2 separate regions of the Anas platyrhynchos genome follow, and region 1 is linked to region 2. The links are chromatin contacts, called in public Hi-C maps. All regions are on one chromosome and are shown on one strand. Each heading gives the region's core, a stretch centred on a gene start, on an enhancer-like site or on the middle of the called end of the contact. The rest is flanking DNA. Distances are from core to core; before and after follow the strand shown. Region 1 overlaps LOC101800783 (musculoskeletal embryonic nuclear protein 1). Region 2 overlaps SFMBT1 (Scm like with four mbt domains 1).

Region 1 (6,580 bases), core at 2,695-5,194, 49 kb before region 2:
ACTTCATTTATTTATTTTTAAGGATGTTACAAAACGTAAGATGAGCTTTCCTGTAGCCAAGGTGAAAAATTTCAGATAAAATGGCAGTAAGTGGGCTTTAATTTCAGAAACAAAAGTGGTGCTTAACAGAAGAGGGCAGCAAACAACCCAGTGTGACTTGCCCTTTTTAGACAGTTCCCCATTTCTTGCATGGGATTTAACCTTACTGCACAGCCATCAGCAGTAACTGTCCATCTGGTACCTAGTTCTCTTCATGCTGGAAGCTTTTCCCACATAACTAATTAAAACAGATTTACAAGACACTTTTTATTAGTGCTTTTGATAGTTTGTTTTAAAAAAACAACACACTAAGGTCAGAGGCAGCACATTAATGAAGATACAAAGAAGAAAGTCACTAACAGAATGATCTGACAATGGAAAGAACAACTAGTTAAAGAGGAGCTAGAGAATTTTATACATGACTTTTACAGATTTTAGATCTCCTAATGAATTCCAATGAATGATTCTCCAAAATGAAAGTGAAGGATCAGTCCCAGCCCACTTCGACATAAGTAACGAATTCAGCTGTGGATCTTAAAAGCTTAGCTAATGCAGCAACAGATGCCTAGCTAAAATAAAAATGGGTTCATTTAGAAGTCAGTAAGAGATGGAAACAATTGCAGGGGAGTCCCCACATCCTCCCATCCATTGAGACTACTTATTTGTGAAAGGAAATTAAAATGGGAGAAGGGAGCTCTCACAAGAAAAAACAATGCTATGAGAGGAACAAAACAAAACAAAACAAAAACCTCTAATATTTAACATGATTATGACTACCTGCCTGTAATGGTAACAGATACAGAATAAATTTTGCTCTGAGCAGAAAGCCGATTTTACATGGGGTAAAAGCTATGAAAACATTTCAAAGAGTTTCAAGCCAAGTCAACAATCATAAAAGGGGATTTTGAGCAGCAGGTCTCAAAGCTGTCAGAAGGTAAGTTCAGCAGTGTCTCGGCCCTTTAACCTTCCCTGAGCATTGGTGCTTACCTAACCCCTTAGAAACCTAAGTCTGGGGAGTGATCTGGAGAAACTATTTACTTTTCTACATATGGCAAATTTTCTGACAGTTTAGCTCACTGCATCAGTTCCCTAAAGAGTGAGATGAGCACCAGTCCAAGGAAAAGAGTGAAAACATTTGGACAGTGGTACATGGGAAAAAAAGAAGATAAACAGTGTTGTGGCAGCATTGATTTAAACAGCTTTAATGGCCATAAACTGTAGCCTAAGATATACATTCATTCGACATTAATTTAACTTTAAAAAATGTACTAATGGTAGAGGAAGCTATTTCTCCCAATAGATAAATGCCTGGCATATATATTTTAAACCTCTGACATTAAAAACAAACAGCAATTAATGCTATTTGATTTAATTGCAAATTTCCCAACCATTTAAAGTACTTGATTTTAACAAGGCCTTTATTAATTCTTAATTCTGTTAGCCACTTGGGTTTTTTGTTTGGTTGGCTGTTTTTGTTTGTTTGTTTTTTTTGTCCTTCTTACACAAAATCAAACAATGATTAATTATCAAACTGCTATAAAAGCTTTTACTTTGTTAGGCAAACATTATTGTTATTAAACTACAGTGTGTTTTTTTCTCTGGTAAAGAGCCATAGCTCTCTTGTAAGACAACCCCTCCCTCCCCACATTCTCATTTCAAGGAGCTTCAAGTGCAATTTTTAGTATTTATACATTTAGTATTTATATCTGAAAATATTAGGTTGAACAGAATTGAATGCTGTGTACATAATATATCAAGCTTTTTTGCATCTGTAAATCCACAGTTTCTGCAGGTCAGCAGACTGCAGTGGCTAACAGAAAACAAAACCCACAACTTCAGATGAAGCTAATTTCACTTCTGTATTTCTTAGCCTGTAAGAAAGACTTGTGCATTTTTCATCAGATACAAGCCCCATGCGCAGGAGTTCAAGTGATCCCTACTTGAGGACAAGCACATTCTCTTCGCAAAGATATGTGCTTGTTTACTTTAAAGAGGGCTGGCAGAATGCTCAACCCGTATCTTCAGACAACGGCATGCGGTGCAGTGAAAGCTTTAATAGGAAATGATGTTCCAGCTATCATTATTTAAAGTGTTTCAGAGTACATTTATCCTGTTGTTTTTTAACCCGAGATTAGCCAGTACAGTAATTTGTTCAATCACTCCTAACAACAACAAAACCAAGCAGTTGTTCCAAGCCTCACTAAATGCTTAAAGACTTGTTAAACTTTGCAACACAGAATTTGCATGCCAAGATACAGAGTGCTACTGACGAGTGGAATTCTACAGTAGCCATTATAACAACTGTGTAATGACTTAAAGGTCAGTGAACTGTTAGCTGAAATATGCCAAAATTCTGTCTTGGAAAGTATTTTAGTGCAACAATAGAAATATTTACCATATTCACCAAAGCGAAGGGACTCCCACTGCTGCCATTCCACAATGCTGCTGACTGCACGTATACCAGCGTAGATTAACAGCATCCCTAATGTGGCATCTAACAAGAAGTTGATAAGGTACCTGAAAGGAAAAATGTAAAGAAAACAAGGAGAAAGGGTCCAATTTCCAGAAGTTCCATGTATTTTTACACCACAATTGATATTCATTTATGTTGAAAAGCCACATCACTGAGATTAATCATTTACCCACTTCTGTACCTACACAGTGTAAAATTTAAAGTTTTATGGGAGTCTTAACATTCTGTTTCTGACCTTAAACTTAAGCTTCAACTTATATTTCCATGAACTTTGTGTGTGCATCCTCTGTATAAACTCCAATATTCATTTTATGTCTTTAAATTAAAAACAGATTTCCTTTTTCCCATCCTCCAGTTCATTCTGCATAGAAACACTGCATTTGAATAAAACCAGTGGAATAAAAGGAATAAGCTAATTTATTTATTTTTTTATTCTTAACACCTCACAGAATTTGAAGAAAAAACAAAACAAAACAAAACACAACAACTACCTAACAACCCAAAACACTTTCATTCTAATGGGGGAGGCCCCACAAGGAGTTCTCTCTTGCTTGAAGGAGCACTCTACTAGAGCTGACAAGGAACAACAGTAAATATCAAAGCCACTATCAAAACCACATTTCAAATTACTTCAGAGTTTAGCGGGAAGTGATTTGCTTTAGGACTTCAAATTGTATCTAATAAACATCTGAAATCAAATCTAGAACTAGCCTTCCAAGGAAAAAAATAAAGTGTAAAGGACACACAACGGCTGCACTATTAATTGATTCAGAAGAAACTCCTGGGATCTCGCCTCTAGATCCAGAGATCACCGTGGGTTTCAAATTAATTCTTAGGTCTATTAAATGGTGCAGCTGAACTTCAAAGCACCTTGCAGGTCAGTTTGGTTTGTTTACTACTGCTCCATTTTGGCTGAACAAAACAGCAGCTGAGAAAGAGCCAGCGAAGGTTATCCCAGCTGCACGTCACACTGGAAATCCCTGTGACTGAGTCTTGTTCGGCAATTCCAAATACTTACAGTAAACTCTAGAGTCCATAGGATCTAGAATCCTATTTTCAGAATCTGTTGAAATAACAAATCAGAGAGCTGGGGGCTCCTGCTGGCCGCAGAGGCAAGTCCACGTGGACAAAATAACATCAGAAAGCGGAAAGCAAATACACAGTATGTGCAATCAGAGCAGTAAAGGAGGAGCTGCTTCGATCCTCAAAATCTCGTTCAAGCAGCAGCTCAAGAATAAAACTGAATTGACCGTGCCTTGCTTCAGCAAAGACGTAGCCACAAACTTTCTAAAAACAGCTATTTTCTAACGGCTGTGTCAAATCATAGTTTTAATGAACTTTCTCTTTGAGGAACGCAGAGATCAAGGTTTAGTGCTTGGCAGAGGAAGCCCGGCACTTACAGGAGCCGCTTGAGGCCACCAGGGGCTGCTCTAAGCCCGCGGCAGGAGGGCTTCCAGCCGGCCAGGCACAGGGGCTGTGCCGGCACCCGGGGCAGCGCTGCCGGCAGCAGGAGGGCTCCGAGCACCAGCGGTGGCTGCGAGCTGGCCTGAGCCAACACTGCCGCTCACAGCCAGCTGGCAGCCTGCACCACCAAACCCCGCCGGCTGCTTTGGCTATTCCAAAGTCCTCGCACAGCAGCCCTGTCCCAGGTGTTTGAACAGAGGGTTTATCAGCTTTCGGCTTATCCCGTACCTGCCTGACACAGAGCGTTGCATTGCCAAAGTAACGGATGGCAGCTTCCAGTTTCCAACCACAATGTTCTCTAAAACTACCTTTTCTGGCTTTGTTCTGAACAAAAACCCCGCACTACAAAACAGGAAAGCACAGAAAGCTACCCGTGTTTGGGTTTGCTGACTCACATTACTATTATTTGAAGTCACGTACAGAAACAGTGCTTTTACTCAGGAATTTTGACCTACCTGTAACCTTTAAGATATATTTTTCCCCCAACAAAGGACACGTGGCTTTGGTTGATATAGCATGCTATTTTCTCTGCCAACAAGGAGGACCTGCACCCTTATCTGAGAAACTGCCCAACTCCACAGTTATCCTAAGAACGGCAAATGACAGCTGTGCCTTTGTTATGTGTCACACTACATCGATGTTAAAAGTGGCATTTGAAAATAAAGTTATGTAGACTATATGGAAACATGTAGAAGAGAACACACATTAGCAAACCTTCTATTTTAAAAACTCAGACAATACAAAAAGTTATTTTTAAAATGTTTTAATGAAGTATTAAGCTTTGACTTTGAATGCTAACAATTCTAAACATGCTGTGGTTAGCTTGCTTAAATATATACATGAAATGAAATAAAAGCAATTTACACCTGTCAGCTTTTGTAAATTATCAGGAAATTCTTAAAACAGTAACCAAAAAGATCTTACAATGATGCCTGGTATTACTGAAACTCTCATATTTACATCTTAACTTCTACAGCCAGTGTGTTAAAATAAATGCATTTTCCCTACCAAAATGCTTTGTGTTGGGAGGAGAAAAGCAGTGTTTTACTGGCACATTTATAGCATGTGGGAACACAGGGGAAACTAAGGAGAAATAAGGCAAATAAAACATTTAGTCTTACAAAGCAACAAACATATTCCTTGAGCAATTTAACTCCTTTGTTTACCAAAGGACATCTGTGAGCAGCTGCCAAGGAAGGAATGGCATTTGGTTTTCAGGGGCAAATTACTAGACTTTTGGAAGTAATTTTACAGTTTCTATTACAAGAAATGCGTAGGCTTCTTTGAGCATGAGCCCCATCAATAAGAAACCCAAACAATTGTCATCTGCTTCAGCAGCTCTTCTAAAAAGCCTGACAGGGTCTTAGTCATAGATTCTTCAGGTTTAATATGCTACAGTGAAATGCTTACCTACTTAGTCACACTGCTCCAAGTGTGAGATCACAAAATTAATTTTTGCACAAACTGCCTCGGTATCAGGCAAGATTTCCTGCTTTTAACAAAGTGAAAATGATACTGCAGTAGCTGATGCAGTTTTCTGAAGAAAATACAAGCAGGAACAATCTTTGCTCAATATCCCTGAAAGCAACCTGACTTTATATTAAAGCCTTGTTGCAGTGAATGATGAAGCTGGAGGCCAATGTACACAACTTTACATTCACTTCCACTGGTTCCTGGTATCTCTTACCTCCTTCAGTAAATAGCCTCATATTACAATGAGCATCCTAAATCCTCATTCAGTTACTGAAGGGGAAGAAGCAAATTTACTCTCAGTCTAAAACACCCATACACAGATCAGAAAACAAACAAACAAACAAAACAACAGCTTTCTGAGGTCCTGCCAGACATAACCTAAAAGAGCAGATTTCTGATCCTTGATTAACTAAGCTTAAAACATAGTATTTTGAAAGTGACTGACTTTTTGCATGCAAATTTGTTTCTCTGATATATCTTGCATTACTGTCCAAGTACACCAAACTCAACAGTGAACCTCCATAAAGACCAACTATTCAATAATTAAACACTCACAGTGAACAAGGGTCTTCTTCTGTAAGGTCTGATAAATAGACGTTTGCAAAGTGGATGAACAACATCCCTATGGCTTGCTTGGAAGTATCTAAAAACCTGTAGAGAGGTAAAAACAGCTTTTAGGACACTCAAAACTGTTTACAATGCAGTAGGAACACTGCAAATTTATATTAATATTCCATCCCAATTATTCATTTTTCTTCAAATGAGACCACCAGAAGGATAACATGCCATGGTATTTAACTTACTTAACCATGTTCCACTTTAAATTCAACCCTGTGCTTTTTTTTTTCTGGAATCTTGCTAACAATAAATCAAATCATACCAACTTGAAGCCTTGGCACTGAAACTTTAAAGACAAGAGAGATCCTCCTGGTATCATAAGCATTATCCATAAGCTAATCTTCACTAAACCTATTTAAGTCTTTAATAACCTCCTGTAAACAATGAGTATCTCAGGTTCACAAGATATTTCAGTCCTTTTATGTTTATGTATTTTTAGTAAGTTTATGGCAGGGATGGAGGTAAAATTGTCATCACTTACTTAGATGAACAATCTAATAGCTTGCTGATGTT
Region 2 (6,650 bases), core at 1,960-4,459:
CAAAAGTCAGCCTTGCGATCTTCTCCGTAACCATCGTAGCGCAACAGGAGCAGCTGCCCACAGGTAGTAATGATGGTGGCTACCCAGTAGGTGTTCTGGTCGGACTTGACAGCTACTTCTAGCTTCATACCAGGGGCAAAACCATTCTGCAAACTTGTATCCACCTGAAGAGAAAGATCATCACACCTGAGCACCTCCCAGAAAACTTGATGGAACAACAGGGGGAGCAATTTAGACATAATCATTAGCAAAAACCCTCAAGCCAAATGCCATCCAGCCTCTTCAGAGGAACAGCTTCATCATGTTATGGGACCCAAATTAGACTGCGCATGGAATCAGCATTAATGAAATCTCCTCCACACTTCAGAGTACTTTTCAACCTTCAATTAATACCTTGCAATGCATCTTCCTGTCCCAGACAGTACCTCCCCCATCACAGAAAGGCTTTCCAACTCACAGCTGGGCTGTCCAGCTAGACAGGGCTAAAAGTCAAACTCAGCAGCACAACCTTGACTTTCTGTGTTAAACTTTTGCTTCCGACCTCTTTGGACAGAGAGCCTACTTAAAGTATATACACCTGCTTTTTAGTGATGCCGCTAATCTCTGATACTGTGCTTGTTTAAGAAGGCATAAACCTGCAGAAATTGCAGAACAAGGACTTTTAATATCTCTGTTAAAGAATCTAAATAATCCTGTGTGTGACACAGTTACATGAATTGCACAGATTAACAAAAACGGTGTGCAGTTTTTCAGCAAGCTTACGTCTTGGCAATAGCTGAGTGCCAAATAGCGTATACACGCTGTGCATGTGCTGTGTGAAGGAGAGGAATCCAACTGCATGGTACTCAGATATTGAGATGTGAACTTCAGAAGGGAAGGCAAAACATCAAGTTCCTTGCATTCCTAGTTTCCGCCAGCTCAAAGACTCCTGCAAGGACAGAAGGATCCTGCCCTGCTCCCACTATGAAGTATTTCCAAGCTACACTTAACGTCGTAGCCTCAGTCTTTATTAAACAACTAACATGTCAATTCCCTGCTCTCGGCCAAATGTAACTGGCTTTTTCTTTCTTTAATGGTCCCAAGTTCCATTTCCTCTTTGAATTAACTGCAAGGAAGGCTTTCAGTACGATGCAGATGTGGTAGATGTTTTCTGGGTTATTTATTACCAGTTCTGTGCTGACGGTTCAGTAACTGCCACAGCTATTATAGTCTCATCAGCCAGCACATACTGGTTTGCTAAAAATAAAACTAAGAACAACATCAGAACGAAAAGCATATGCCTCTGTTGTTAACTGTTCACATCCTTTAGGTTGATAACCCTCACTTAGAGAATCCCCTTCATAAAAACAAATCAGCGGGACTCAATACCTGCAGTCTTTCTGAAGCAGTATTACAGAGGTAATCTCTTTGAAAAGGCAATTGCCTTGCTGAAGAGGTATTATTAAAGACTGGATTTCAATTCCCAAGAGACAGGTCATGAGCAACACAAGGCCCAAGGAACTGGGAAACCTGCACAGCTCTCTCTACCTGAATTTTCAGCCAAGCCTCATGGCATAGAGAACTGTATTCAAGGAAACCAGCAGCAACAGATGCAGCTTTCCCTGAAGTCAGGTACATTTTTCAAATGCTGTCATGTATGCTCTGGGTGGATACAGCAGAGACCAAGAAGTTAGCACCCTCTTCTGGCAGCTGGGCAAGACGACACCACAGAGGTTTAAAGCACGTAACTTCCTTCTTTTAGGCTGGACTAGTGGGAAAGCTGGCGAGCAGGAGATGCTGTGCAGGAGCTCTGTGAACATTTTCTTCAGAGCAATGCGTTCAAAAGCAGCAGCTTGCTGCTGCACATCTGGCAAGCTGAGAGCTCCACCGAGCACCTGGCGACAGCTCAGCTTAGGCACCCTGATCCCCAGCCCCTCTTTCCCATCAAGTACCACCCCTACTTTGTGGCCCTTTGTGCAAGCTTGGACCAAGGAAATCTGATTTGGCTCGGGAAGCGAATGCTAAAGAACAGAGAAAATGTTATTAAAAGCATGCAAGAATACACAGCAAGCACATATCCTCAGATAATGCTGAGCACTAACTTGTTTTGTAATACATATTTGCACACACATACAAGTTGAAGAAGGGCATTCAAGTAGAGCATTAAACGGTTCCAAAGAAAGTTTACTTAGACATAGGGTGGGATAACAGCACTGGCATCCACTGCAACTCTGGGTTCCTAAACTCTGCCTCCTACTAGATTGTAAGCAAAACAATCCCTTGGATCTCAGTATTGTTTAATTTTTAAAGCGCAAACAAATTAAACATTAGACCATGTTTGATTTGAGAAAGCAGCATACATTTTGCAATGTGTCTTGCTCATAGCAACAGCAGAACATTCAAAATTAATATAAGCTCCCATTTGCAAGACTAGTTCTTTGCTAACACAGGCTGGGTTATTATGGGTTATGTTTTCCTGACTTGTGCATGTACTCTCCCTACGATGTGGGCGAGGCATTTCTCATCCACTGCTCATAGTGGAAGGCCAGTCACAGTCTCACTATTCCAGCATTTCAAAAGAACCAAACAAAAACCTTAAGCTTCCATTTAAAATTTAATTTTGGTTGATGCTACACCTTTTTCTCTTGTGCCAGCATTATTCTTCAACTTATTTTTTTCCTACTCTGCTTTTCTGAGAGCACAAAAGCTCCCTCCCAGCTCTCCTGAATCTAGATTATACAAATCTGTTCTTCACGCCAAGCAACACGCACTGCACAGACCGAGCTGCGAGGACCACCAGTCTCTAGCAGAGACATCAGTGCCTGGATGCCCTCTGCTGAAAATCTCTCCCCTGATGTATCCTGGAACTACACTAACACTTTTACAGCAGAAATGCTGAAAACGTTTCCTTGCACCATTGAATTTCTATTAACAGCAAGATCTAGGGGATGTGACTGCTGTAAATACCCTCCCTTCCCTGCTTGTCAGTTCTGTGTCAGCATTAACTTAAAACAATTTTCTTTTTGCCAATCATATTATGGAGAACATCAAAACTGGCCTCTGGACAAATTCTAGGGGAACTCTGCTCACCAGCGCCTGATGACAGTTCCCCTTCTGCTTTAACCCGCAGCCATCTATTTCCCTGCTCCTCCACGTGTCCCCTGCAGCTCTCCTGCCTGCATCCGTGTGCGGGCACGAAGCCGGACCAGCCCAGCTCTGCTCCTCCTTGGATTTGCCCACAAGAGGGCACCCAAGGCAGCAGAAAGGACTGGGTGACACTGCTTTGTCCACACTCGCTCCCTAAAGCACTCTCCCCAGCGGTTATCGCTTAGACAAGCAAAGCCCTGCGGTGTTCTACACATGTAAGGCATAATGACAATTAAAAACGGATTTTTTTTTTAACCTAATTGTATTGATTTAAATTTAAATAATTTAAAAATGGATTTTTTTTTTAACCTAATTGTATTGACCACAGCCACAGTGGTCAGACCTCTTGTTTGGCCAGGCTGAGAGGGCAAAGGGTGGCGTGCAGGGGTACCAAAGTCACCCAAGGTGGTCTCCTGCTGATTAACAAAACCGAGCTGTCACGTTAATTCAGCTGGCCACTACTAAAAGGCTGGCATCACAATTTGTTTGTATAATGTCTGAGCTGTGAGCAGGCTTCTCTTAATGGAGATCAAGCAAGGCAAGGCACACCAAAGGAGCAGGCAGGCAGCACCTCTCGCTGCTGCTACAAAAGGCCACTGCTCCAACTTGATGCCACTCCTCAATGTGGGCTGTGCAAGCATCACTGCTGAGTAAGCTTGCTCCTGCTAGAACATTCGTAAACTAAGAAACAAAAACAATTGTAAGGTCTCTCCCCTCCACAAACGTGACACCTGAAAGCTTATACTCAGCAAAGAACTTAAAATTATAGTGTATGGAAGGGTCTCTGCAGAGCCTACATTTACTGTGGATCTTTGCTCATAACACAACTGCTGTATTTTAATAGATTCTTTAATATTTTGCAGCTCGCTTTCCCTGATGTCCTAGTACAGCAAGCCACACTTCAATTATCATCCAATGGGACAGTGCAGTTCTGAAGTTTACCAACAAAAGACTTAAAGCATCCAAGGGCTTATCTAGACTTCATCCCATTCACTAAGCCTTGCAATCCTCATCAGTTTTCTAACTATTAAAGTCAAGTGTTCAACAGAGATATTGTTTTCTCCTTGGCCTCCTCGAGAACCATCATTAAAACTTCCTCTGAGAGCACATCTGAATTCTGCTATTCAAGAACTATACAGCACCATTCTCTGAAGCGCAGCTACTCTACAGCAGTTGACTAGTAGAAATCCCCAAAGAGAAGATGCTGGCCAGTTCAGTCTTCATGAGAAAAATCAAGCTTATCCTCTGGTGCAGAAACAACAAGGGACCCCTTAACTTCCAGTACATGAGGATGGGATTATCCTGTGCTATGTACAAACAAGATGACGACAACCAATAATAAAAAAAAGAAATTCCACATTTCTCATTACTCTAGGAAACGTGATTTTAGTTAGTCTTCCAGATTTTAGTGCATCAACTCATCAACCCTGAACATTCAGTGTATAAAAAAATGATGTAGGAAATGGTAAGTAATGACACAATCCCTTACTCACATGTTTAAAAGATCCATGAGGGGCTGCGATTGCTCCTGTGTCTTCTAGATACTCATCCCAATTGAATTCCATTTCTTCCACACCGGAACCAGCATCTGGAAGAGAAGCCAAACATCTTCTATCCAGCAACCCGTTGGCTAAAGTTTTGGCCTATCAAGAACTCCAGCAAAGATCACTTCTGAATGACTGACTATGTAATCATGCAATGAACTTCAGTCATGCATTTCAACACACAAACAATGCTATTTCACCTTTTCTTGTATGTGAAGGGCACTGTAAGTTGGATTCAGTCTGACAAATAGCGAGAGCCTGAGTATTCTGGTTAAGCATAAATTGTTTATAAATCTACAGGCATAAGCCCTGTGTTTGTATCAATAAATATTTAGGAAGGGACTAAAAGTTCTGGGCACACCAGACCTTCAGTGGATTCAATTAAAAAAAACATCCAGGAAACAGATAAGACTCCCCTCTTTTTTTTTTTTTTTTTTAAAAAAAAAAAAAAAAAAAAGCAAGTATTTATTTCAGTGTTATAAGATGCCAAAAGCACAGAGAAGGATTCACGGTAGTTCTAAGAAAAGCAGCTCCAGACACAAGTGAAATCAAGAGCCTTCAAATTAGTCACTTAAAATACCAGCTCTTAAGGTGCAACAGCTTCTTCAGAGCAAGAAAACCTCATTTCTGGATGTATTTAAACCAGAACGGGCTAAAACCACTCAAGCCATAGTTGTGCACTCACTCATGCTGTCAGGGAAGAGAGCAGCTGTAGTGTGAGCCACACTCTACAATTTAGTCATATTTTCTATCAGCATTATCAGTGCTTGGCTCACTTCCCTGCTCTCTTTCCCATTCCCCTTTTTCTCTAACGTGTAATCCACGTTCCTGGGAAGTCACTGCAACCAGAACAGTTTGGATTTTACTCCCCAGTTTTGTTCACTGCACAGCCCCAGTTTTTTTTTTTTTTCCCTGCAGGCACAGGGTGGGATGACAAGGGAGACTTCACTTTTAGACTGGTTCTACAGTCAAACCACAGCTGTCTTTGTAAATGAAGATGAGAGGTGCTCATCTCTCTGTACCAGGAAACTTGGGGCCACATTTACATGGGAACATAGAAATCCGAGTGTGGCCAAAGTGTGGGGAGAGCTCAGCAAAGGTTACACGATGCTAATGTTCCCGATGCTCTCACTCTTAGGACAGGTGCCAACTCTTCTTTCGAGGAGCAGTAATGTGAGTAGGAAACATTAAGTGTCCAAAAAAAAAAAAAAAAAAAAGGATGAAATGCTTTCACATTCCCAAATCAGAGCCACGGGCATGCTGAAAATCTGCTAAGAATGCTTCACGACACTTCTTATTCCTTGAATAGAGAGGGGCAAGTATTTGCCCAGAAGTCTGAGCTACTTTAAATCATCTAAAAATCATCTAAATTATCAGGGTATGGTGTGTTCATTTTCTCTTCAAATGAACGTTAAGCTCATCTTTGGCTTTTCATTGGAATTCTAGGAATGTTTCCCCAAATTTAAAAATGCACCTTCAGATAGCTTTTGTTTGATGATGACAGTATCTGTTTTAAAAGCAGCTCATTTGCTCCCGATTCCACTTTCATTTTGCTATTTTTAAACAAACAGAGCTGCTTCTATTGGCCTTTCACAAGCCTGAGAGCTCAAAAAATTTGGAGCTTGAGGATCATCACCAATTTTAGAGGATAATTTTGAACTTACTGCAGAAACAGACCTGGAAAAGGCCAAAAGCAAGTAACTCAAAAGCAGGTACCTTGGTTTAACATATTTTGACGGAGTAGAGAGGGTAAGTCACAGAACACAGCAGTTTGCAAACTAGGGTGCAGCTGAGCCAAGTTTTGGCTGCAAGTCATTCGAAGAAAAATATAACCACATTGAAAAAACAAAGTAAGGCTTCTCAACTCATTAAAACAACATTTTACTTTAACACAGCCATCAAAATGGTTAAGTTTACAGCTGGTGAGCCAAAGTGGAAAGAAACATCAGCTCGAACAGAACATTTATGGTCAGGCAAGCC

The links. Hi-C and Micro-C count contacts between places; a contact is called where the count stands out from the background.
Region 1: a contact with region 2 is called in a Hi-C map of subcutaneous adipose tissue, with 2.2 times the contacts expected there. The contact joins two enhancer-like sites. A contact is called at or near these places in 3 of 8 Hi-C or Micro-C datasets (F1 follicle, skeletal muscle and subcutaneous adipose tissue).

The regions. Positions count from the first base shown.
Region 1 is chr13:14,531,540-14,538,119 of IASCAAS_PekinDuck_T2T, reverse strand. LOC101800783 (musculoskeletal embryonic nuclear protein 1) reads right to left here. Exons shown (of 11, transcript XM_027467323.3): 3 at 6,005-6,100; 4 at 2,435-2,556. Among named protein-coding and RNA genes, the nearest start is that of NEK4, 72 kb to the left of the region's middle. Within about 2 kb of position 3,944, at least 2 of the 8 cell types and tissues checked have an H3K27ac peak or open chromatin away from gene starts, as enhancers often do. A contact at or near this core is called in subcutaneous adipose tissue, where this site is marked.
Region 2 is chr13:14,481,755-14,488,404 of IASCAAS_PekinDuck_T2T, reverse strand. SFMBT1 (Scm like with four mbt domains 1) reads right to left here. Exons shown (of 23, transcript XM_072044509.1): 4 at 4,620-4,714; 5 at 1-164. Among named protein-coding and RNA genes, the nearest start is that of SFMBT1, 59 kb to the right of the region's middle. Within about 2 kb of position 3,209, at least 1 of the 8 cell types and tissues checked has an H3K27ac peak or open chromatin away from gene starts, as enhancers often do. A contact at or near this core is called in subcutaneous adipose tissue, where this site is marked.